Linked DNA regions of Zea mays: region 2 is linked to region 1. A link is a contact called in public Hi-C data. All regions are on one chromosome and are shown on one strand. Each heading gives the region's core, a stretch centred on a gene start, on an enhancer-like site or on the middle of the called end of the contact. The rest is flanking DNA. Distances are from core to core; before and after follow the strand shown.

Region 1 (4,663 bases), core at 1,346-3,845:
TTTATCACATACTGTTGATCAGCCTAGTGGTAATAGCAAGTTTTCCTGAGCCAAGACGTTGGGAGTTTGATTCCTTTTATAATGGGTACTATTTGTACTTTTTTCTCATTTAAACATTTTGATTTTTTTAGAGAATTTTCCCCCTCGAATTTGTAGTATAGTATGGCCGTCAGTTAAAAATCATAGCCAATTTTCAACATATATATTGATTTTTATTAATAACTACAACAAATATTTTAAACCATTAATTATTTGTAACATTTATGACGATATAGAATTTTCACATAGTTATGATGTTTATTGCTAGTATCTTGTGACAACAAGATGTTCGTTACGTTATGGCGATTGACTAATGTTGTGACGTTTTCTCAATGCTATTAGTGATGCTTGCATAAATTCATCATAAAGTTGTCTTGCCACAAAAAAATATCATAAAACAAAATAGCCAATGACGAAAATCTTCATTGTCATGGGGTATTCGTCATAAAAGGCTACATGTGTTGTAGTGTGCTCTTGCTCGCCGTTACCCACAAGCAAAAGCATAGCCAGTGGCGGATCCAGGATTGATCCAAGAGGAGGGCTACTAAGCTAAAGCTATAAAATTTTTTAAACTAAACACTACTTGAGTTACTTGAACATTACTTGAGTTAATTGCTACCCTCTTCTGATAAACCCAAATTGCATGTGTTTCCACAATTACAACAACCTAACGGATCACTCTATCCCATAGATGTCGTACTCTCGATCCCAGGAGCATGTCTGATGATCTAATTTCGAATTAAAGTAGGACACCCTAGAACTAAAGGCCTACTCCAACTCCAAATGTGATTGTAAAGAAAATGAGCCTATTCGAAAAACCCACACCAGAAGGCTCGCTAATTGAAGCATGCAAGGAAGGGGAAACAACACGAATCGATGGGTTTCCTGCATCCACACAAACATACGAACTCGCCCTTGATCCTCTTCGTCTCGAGGGAAGAAAGTAAAAAAATATACGGACCTGCACAGCGAGGGCGAGCGCTCACGAGGCCACGACCGGAGACGGCGAGCGAAGACGGCGAGATGGCGAGCGCCCACGACCGGAGGCGGGCCTGCGGGGCCAGCGCACACGAGTCCACAACCAGAGAGGGCGAGAGGCGGAGACGACGAGGCCCCAAGACGGCGAGCCGGCGAGCGGCGGCTGGACGGACGCGGGGACGCGGCTGCCTGCTGGACTGAGGAGCGGACGTGAACGTGACCTATTTTTTGGAGACGATATGGGCCTATTCGTTTGAGTTAGTGGACTGCAGCCCCGGACGTAGATCCGTCCCTGAGCATAGCGATGGTGTCATGTGAGGCTGATGAAGAGAGGGAGCTAAACAAGAAGAATGGGTTAAATTTAATTTGAACACCGCATTGGTGCATGACTGTATATATGTCACGTTATGTTTAAAGTTAAGATGTATAAATCTATGATGAATAAATTTAAAAGTTTATGACCTAGAAAATTTTAATAGTCGTGAGCTTAATTGAAATTCTTACATAGATAACATCGTAGATGATAATGTTTGACACTGTTTATAGAGTATAGTTTAAAGTAGAGAATGCGATAGCGATGGCCTCACATTGATCAGGGCGCATGCAAGCTCGTGATTTCATATTACTTCGGATTTCGGCCAGACGAGCTTTCACACAGATCGTCCTATATATGATGGATCCACACCATCTTCATGCCTTGACATCGACCGTGGAAGAAACGTGTGGCTCTTAGCAAGGTCAAGAGGTGGTTGAAAGGCACAGCGCCATGCCCCCAAGAGAAGAGAAACCCTCCATGCCAACTGCTTGGGAGTTGGAATTGTCAAGCGCATCGCAGATTGACATTTCTGGCTGCTGATGCTGATCCCATATCATGCTGACGAGTAAACGGGTCAATGCACCGCGTAAGGAAATGAAGGTATTTCTTGCTTTCTGTACGACTGTAAGTTGAATTCCAAACTCTTAGCATGTACTGTACTGTATTATTTTTTCATTGTTTGCTCTGAGAAATAGCTATAGACACCATAACTTGAGAGCTTAATTGGTAGGATCATGCTTCGAACTGATTATTATATAGAGCCCTTTCTATATTTACTTTACAAGCTACAAGTTAAAAAGAGAACCCACTTTTTATTTGCTCCCAGTTCAATCACCATCAGAATTGCTTTACCATATGCTCCTCAATAGAATCGCTTCATCAGCAAAATAATAAGTTCAAGGATAAAACTTAAAACCAGAAAGTAGAGCTCTATTTATACTTGATCATTAGTGAACTAGAATCCTATTCTCTCCCAACCATTTATGTTTCCGTCACTTAATGATGACGCTACACCTAGTACGCAACAAGGTCATGTCACCGGCTACCTCACTGGATCATATGTGGCAGGTTCATGACCACGTATTCCCCCATTTCAAATCATAAGGTATATTCTGATTGTTTAAAACACTTAAATCATTTATTTTATTATATTTTTAAAATAAATTTACATTATTTTGGTTTTTTCTAAGAAAATAAAGTACCTTATAATTCGGAAGAGAAAGCGAGGGGGTAGGAAATACAAATGTACTCCGTAGAATATAATTTTTTTAAATAAAAAAAAACATGAGGTGTTTTCCCCCAAACACCGCTCCACCTCCTTCCTCCTCGTTGCGCTCCGGATCCATCCCCATTCCCCAGTCGCCGCCCAAGTCAAAAGGAGGGAAGCTTCTTCCACTACAGTCCTTGAGGCCGCCCATCAACGACTAGACGCTGGTCAAGCTGCACCAACCCTAGCCCCATAACCCTAGGTCCCTCCTCCACGCCCCCTTCCAGAGAGGCGAGGAAGGAGGCGAAAGGAACCATGGATTCCTCCGGCGGCGGCGGTGGAGCGCAGATCAAGGGTATGGCGACGCACGGGGGCCGCTACGTGCTGTACAACGTGTACGGAAACCTCTTCGAGGTCTCCTCCAAGTACGCCCCACCCATCCGCCCCATCGGTCGCGGCGCCTACGGCATTGTCTGGTGCGTCCCCTCCCCCTCCCCTTCCTTCCCCACTCCCCCCGCTGGTGATGGCAAATCGAGCTGCTGTCTTTGCTCTGCCTACGCGCCGTGGTTGCGCGTGTAGATTTGGTGCGGCTGTGGCGGTTTAGGCAAAGATTTATGGAGAGACGAGTCACTGCCGCAAAGTTTGTCTGCATAGCCCGTAGATGTGCTAATCTTGTACTAAGTAATTTTGGGGGCTGTTCCCTCGTTTCAGCGCGGCTGTCAACTCGCAGTCAGGGGAGGAGGTTGCGATCAAGAAGGTTGGCAATGCGTTCGACAACCACATCGACGCCAAGCGGACGCTCAGGGAAATCAAGCTGCTGCGCCACATGGACCATGAGAACGTACGCACGTGTGATGCTTTTTTTTTACCGGTGCCTCTGGCCATTTCTGGAATTCTGGTTCTGTGATACTTGGATTTGGGGCTTGCTCTTGTTTGTTTCTCCACAATCTCCTAGTTATCGGCATTATGGTTGTGTGTGCTTTAAGTTGTCAACTTGTCATAGGAAGCTTACAGTTGTGGTAGTTCTTTCAACTGTAAAGATCTATGCTGCCAATTCGCTAAAAATAGCTGCAACACGCAGTGCCTTTTGAGTATCAAAGAAGCACAGCTTTACTGCAACACCGGTCGTTATGCAATGTATTGAAATTTCTGTTCTCTGCTTATGTAGAATTTCTATAAATAGGATGGAGGACAGTACTCCCATCTTCACGCTTTCTATAGTTGACATATTAAAGTGAAGTGGGGACATGGGGTTGGATTAGGGATTGCATATGGTTTTGTTTTCAAATTTAATTTATTTCGGAGGAAAAACTTTAGCCTATCTGTACTTTGTTAAATAAGGAATATCCAAAAAGGCCATGGGGTCAGCTCCACATGGTTGGCTGGCACATACACTGACATTTATTTGGCAGGCTTGTACTATTGATTCTCGCCACATTCATTAACATGGCTTAAAGTAGTACTGAGGGTTTGATTTCTTCACAGAATTTGTATGCATGTGTTAGAACCATCAACCATGTTGTACTTCTACTCAGCAATGAAGTTCCTATGATCTAATTTGTCTAATAATGATTTTAACTTGTGGTCACAGATCCTTGCCTTAAAGGATGTAATTCGGCCCCCAACTAGAGAGAACTTTAATGACGTGTACATTGTTACTGAGTTAATGGATACAGATCTCCATCAGATCGTACGCTCAAATCAGCCATTGACTGATGATCATTGCCAGGTCTGTTGCTCCAGCTTGTGCCAAAGTTATGTTATACCAAACAGATTTTTATCCAACTATTCAAGTAAATGATGTTTGTGCCCAATTCAGAAATTGATTATCATGTACTCCCTCCGTCCCAAAATATAATTCGTTTTAGACTAAATATACATTCATTAATTAACCTATTAATGTAGTTTGTATGTATGTCTACATTCATTACATTCGAATGAATGTGGATGGAAAAAAAGTAGGCTACAAAGAACTATATTTTGGTACGGAGGGAGTAATATATTGCTTCACAACAATGATATATTCTATAATCTATATTTCTATGTTCCCCCTTTTTCCTTGCAGTACTTCTTGTATCAGTTGTTACGAGGGCTAAAATATGTGCACTCAGCAAATATATTGC
Region 2 (5,319 bases), core at 787-3,286, 260 kb after region 1:
TACGCAATATAGATTGGATGGGATAGAATAATTTCAGTGTGGTGCACTAATATGTTATGCTTAGCTTTTTTTAGGAAATATTATTATTTTCTTACTGTTTGCTTCATTCTGCAGCCTCCAGAAAACAATTGACCGCTACAGGACATACACAAGGGAAAATGTCAATAACAAGACTGTTCAACAAGATATACAGGTGAAGTTCTCCCAGTATAGTATGTATGACCTACCTGGTTTTGATCATGACAGACATGAGTTACTACTAGTACTTACACGATCGGATATCTGAAGTGATAGACTATTTTTCTTCTTTCTGTACTGATGAGATGTTTTTGTTCGGAAGATACTTAATTTGCCCATTATTTCAGATTCTATTACTTTTCATGTGGCTGATTGTATATACTAAACACATCTTTTGACTGTTGCATCTTCACTTATTACAGCAAACCAGAAAGTGAATTTGCATGAGCGTTTTTAATATATATAAACCACAACGAAGATGGATTAAACGCTTAACTGAAGAGTTAGGAATAAAGGCAACATTTTCATGTGAATACTTTTACCTCCAAAGCATTAAAGTCATGTTATACAGCATCACTTCAAAACATGGGTAAAAGTATCTTCTTGAGGTTATTAGGCCAGTGCTCTCAATATAAGATGGAACTTGCATTAGATATTTGGGGTTTTACACTTAGGACAGAACGTATGTGATGGCGCACTTAGCTTTTAACATTCAATCATCTGAAAGTGCAGCAAGTCAAAGCAGATGCCGTAAGCTTGGCAAGTAGACTCGAAGCCCTAGAAAAGACCAAACGGTGAGCAATCATGTATTTCACTAAAGATTAATGACATTCCTCAGAGCAGAACGGCCATCAATTCACCGCCTTGACATGAGTTGCAGAATGTTTCTGGGTGAAAATTTAGAAGAATGCTCCATTGAAGAACTGCATAATCTGGAGGTTAAACTGGCGAAGAGCCTTCACGTCATCAGAGGGAAGAAGGTAAGTAAATGCCACAGTTGTCACATAAACCCTAGTCTCTAAAATTTCTGCGTATTACGATAACAAAGAAACTGTTCGCCCAAGTTGATATGCACGTCCTACCTTTTGTTTTCACAGACACAACTGCTGGAGCAGCAGATATCCAAGCTGAAGGAGAAGGTAAGATAACGCATAGAGCCCAGACCCCAGAGTATCCTGAAACTCTTAGTGACCAATTCCTGACCTCTGCTGTTCCTTGTACAACTTGCAGGAGAGGACCCTGCTCCAAGACAACAAAGAGTTGCGGGATAAGGTAAATCAAACGAACACAACATTGAAAACCGCAGAGAAGGCATGTAGGGTTTTTTTAATAACATTGCAAACTGTAAATTAAACTCTTAACGTTAACATGATATGCGCAAGAAAGACAGTCTCACAGCCATCATGTGTGGTTTTCTAAAACTTAACGTGCTGCCTGTTCTGTTCTTGTGGCTTCAGCAGCGCAACCTCCAGTCTCCACCGGAGGCGCCACCGGACCTGAACCGCTGTGTCCCTCCTTGGCCGCGTAGCCTGCCGGCACCGAGCAATGACATGGACGTGGAGACGGAGCTGTACATAGGATTACCCGGCAGGGAGCGCTCCTCCAACCGGGACTCTGATTGAACCACGGATTTTCAGTTCGATCGGCTAAAAGGAATAAGCTCCCTGAAATTAAAGCATCGAAGGGCACACGTCAATGGTTTTATTTGCAACTTTTGTATGCAAACTTGTACTTGAAAAGTAAAAAAAATAAAAATAAATCTGTAGTATGTGGATGCAAGAAACGGCTGGTTAGCTAGCTGCAAGCCTTCTGGGGCCTGAAAATGAAATCCACCCATGGATACACCCAACCAAGCTTGATGCGCTACTTTTCTTATACGCAGCTGCCGAAGTCTTTAGAGTTCACTTGGCATATCGCATGCGACGCCGACAACTCGCTCGGGCTACACGTGTAGTGTTATTGTAACGCAAAGGGTGAAAGGGATACCTGGACACTGGCACTGCTGGGATATGTAAGCACAATTCCGCTGGAGCGGGCCGATTTCGCGGCCTGCCACTGCGGCATTTTTTTTTCCCGATGTGAGCCAAGCTGCCCTTGAGAAGAAGGACAATCCATTTTCCGATCCGAAAAAGTCTGATTTACACCATGAACTATCTAGGGGTCTACGTAATCAATCCAATCCATTTTTCGTTCGATTTTTCTCACTAATCTAGGGGTCTACGTAATCAATCCGCCTAAGAGGGTTGACATCTGAGTCCATGTATTTAGTATCTAATCTATATTTGTATTCATATAATTAAAGTTCAATATTTAAGACGTTGATATCCATTCAAATCTTATCCGACACAACTCGAGAAAATATAAAAACACATATAAAACGAGTAATATCTATCCGTATTTGATTCGATTACATCAGTACACTAATCTATAAAACTAGTTTCCTAAGAGCATTTTCAAGGGACTCTTTATTTTTTATTCTCTATTTACCTCTCCATAAAGATTAAACTATATATGTAGCATCTCATTTCAAGACTCTTCAACATGCAAGTTAGTTTGGCTAATGAGAGAGCTAATTTAGAGAGTCAGAAGCTTCACGATTTAGATGCCTAGGCTGTGAAAAGTTATTTTACTATTAAGTAGCTAGAATTTAGCTTGAGAAGATATTTGGCTAGTGTCTTGATATGCTCTAATCCTCTTAAATTTTGAAAAAAGGTCACTTTGTTATCATAACGGTTTTGACGACAGTGTCATTGATGTGGCGTCGTATGAAATCGGACTAAGTTGAAAGTTAAGAAAGTAAATCGAATTCAATTTTTTTTATAAAAAATGCTAAAGAATAATAAAAATATATTCAAACATTTTTTTACATAAAAATGATGCAATTTTAAAAAAAAACTTAAACCTGGTTTAACCTTGAAAATTCATAGATAATTTATTTTAGCTCGATTACAAAACTTGTTTCAGATTTTTCTAAAATCATGCTCTAAAATTATTTAAATTTTAATAGACTTATTTTAGTGTTTATTTGCTAGTACAACTTCATGTATCTATTACAATTAGTCAACATTGATCATCCGAAGTACAAAGAAGCACTACTAAAGCATCTACGACGTTGTAGTGAACACTAGTCTCCTACGTTAGATAGATTTTCAAAGTAGTTTAAATTAAGTTTTAATGCAATGAATTATGGAGCATAATGCGCCAAGAAAATCTAGATTGTAGAACATGTGTCATGATATTTGTCAAGTGGCATGGACAAGACATTTAATGCTAGGCACCATATTCTAGAACACCATTTAGAAAAAAAATCTAAAACTATTTTCATGGTTTATGCAACAATTCTTATTCCCTTAGAGTTTTATTTACTAAAGTATTGTTACATCTCCAAATAAAATAACCAATCCTCTACTAAAAGAAAAGAGAAAGGAAACTAGAGAGAGGAGAAGAAATGTAACACCTGAATTTGATAGTTACTGTTAAGTAACCCTAGTTAGGGTTATGTGGGCAAATACCGGCTTTGCCCGGGTCTCACATCTCTATATAAGGAACCTGTACACCCCTTCATGTAACACACTTCATGTAACACAGATCAAAAAGAGGCCAGAGGCCCAACCCTATATCATGTGTCTCGTGTGTTTCCTCTGTCGTGCTTATGGGAAGGGAGACGGGTTCTCTACAGCTTCTCGCGCCTCTACTGCTGACGGGAGGGAAGAGAGCGGATCTGGTGATCCGTGGTAACGTAGTTCTCAATACGTTATCAGCACGCTCTACCTCGACGTTGCTGCGGGATTAGATTTGCATCAACTCTCCGTCAAGTCGGCAGGTCCTCCGGCCTAGCCGAACTGTCCTACGCGTCAGGCTTCGATTTTTCCTCTACGTAATGGAACGGTATATTTACTGTTCTTAATATGTTAATGTGCACGAGCTGTGATCCATACGCGACGAACTGCCATTACCGTCGTGGTGTTGTGCTCGCACCGTGCCAATGCGTTGAGGAAGGGTCATTCTTGGATCTTCTTTGACTGTGGTGGCTTCGGTTTGCTCCTCAGTTAGCTTTAGATCTGGAAGCTTTGTTTTGGTGGACGGCAGTAAAAACAGATCGTCAACCAGATACATTTGAGTCATCCGCGTTTCTTGTGAGAATCCTGGGCCTGCACGGGAAAGCCGCATCCAGTAACAGCTCGCCGCAAAAATCGTTGCGCGCAGCGGCCCGGAGGATGTGTCGTACTGCCGTCTCACCAGTCTATCTTAAAATTAAGATTCGCATGCATGCACAGATGGTGATAAGCATAAAAGTTCTTGCACGTCTGCCTCTACTCGCTGCCATTGTGAAAAAAAAATGTCATGCATGGCGGGCATCAATGCTCCAGTAGGAGCGGCCGAAGAAGAAAAAAATAGAGAAAAAGTCGGCTAAGAAAGAAAAGCCTCCATTTATTTTTTATTTATTTCATGCTGTAGATTATAAAAAAAAAATAAAGCATGTTTTATGTTATAATTTCTACTTTAATTAATTATTTTCCTGCAGTAAATAATTAGTAGAAAAATACATGTTTAAATATGGAAAATGCTTTTTACACCTGATGTGTTATGCTCATGCAATAATTTTAGTGTTTATTTTTCTGCTTTTATTTACCGTAGCAGAAAATTATTAAAATGCATGTAAAGTCTATATAGGGCATACTCAAATCGCTCTAAATATTTATATTGTGTTGAGCTTTTGGACTCACGTCGAGCGATTAAATTGTATAGTGGGTACTCGGACACACCGATCAGACAACGTTATTAATCGACCGAGTTATGGCATTGGCTGAGCCCTGGCTGCGCCCTGGCAACACGACACAGTATTTGTGTCGTACGAACTTGGCTGCGTCATTTGATTGCTATGTCGCACTCTTGCTTAATCGGACCACTCTCGTTGAGTCAGACCGCCATCGCTGAGTCGCGTATTTTTCGCATGCCCTGTAGGCACTGCCTGTCTGCCGTGATTATCGAGCCACAAATGCACCTGTTGTGCACGTTGCGTGGACTTATCGTGTACCCCAATTACCGAACCATAATTGTGCCTGTTGCGCTTATTACGAAGGCTTGCTGTGTTGTCGTAGCCCTGATGGCCGCACACGCGTTGACACCAGACGCTAGAGCTTGTACTCGCGTGGATTGTGGTGGGTTGTTCAAGTCCCCTAAAGTCACATTATGCGCAACCTTCATAAACAATTTTGTTTGGCCCTATATTTTATTTGACTGTGTTGTGTGGCATTATATAAATATATCGCCAAGTGGCCATAACAACTATATCAAGCT

The links. Hi-C and Micro-C count contacts between places; a contact is called where the count stands out from the background.
Region 2: a Hi-C map of tassel shows a contact between it and region 1, with 2.2 times the contacts expected there. The contact joins the enhancer-like site here to the promoter of LOC542144 in region 1. A contact is called at or near these places in 2 of 25 Hi-C or Micro-C datasets (ear and tassel).

Annotation. Positions count from the first base shown.
Region 1 is chr9:130,841,764-130,846,426 of Zm-B73-REFERENCE-NAM-5.0, forward strand. It overlaps LOC542144 (salt-induced MAP kinase 1), which reads left to right and starts at 2,596. Exons shown (of 7, transcript NM_001111769.2): 1 at 2,596-3,016; 2 at 3,252-3,381; 3 at 4,132-4,269; 4 at 4,606-4,663. The coding sequence starts at 2,856.
Region 2 is chr9:131,103,340-131,108,658 of Zm-B73-REFERENCE-NAM-5.0, forward strand. It overlaps LOC100382583, which reads left to right. Exons shown (of 8, transcript NM_001175313.1): 3 at 115-193; 4 at 751-812; 5 at 899-998; 6 at 1,116-1,157; 7 at 1,249-1,290; 8 at 1,476-1,836. The coding sequence ends at 1,640. Among protein-coding and RNA genes, the nearest start is that of LOC118473393, 26 kb to the left of the region's middle. Within about 2 kb of position 2,037, at least 10 of the 20 cell types and tissues checked have an H3K27ac peak or open chromatin away from gene starts, as enhancers often do. A contact at or near this core is called in ear and tassel, where this site is marked.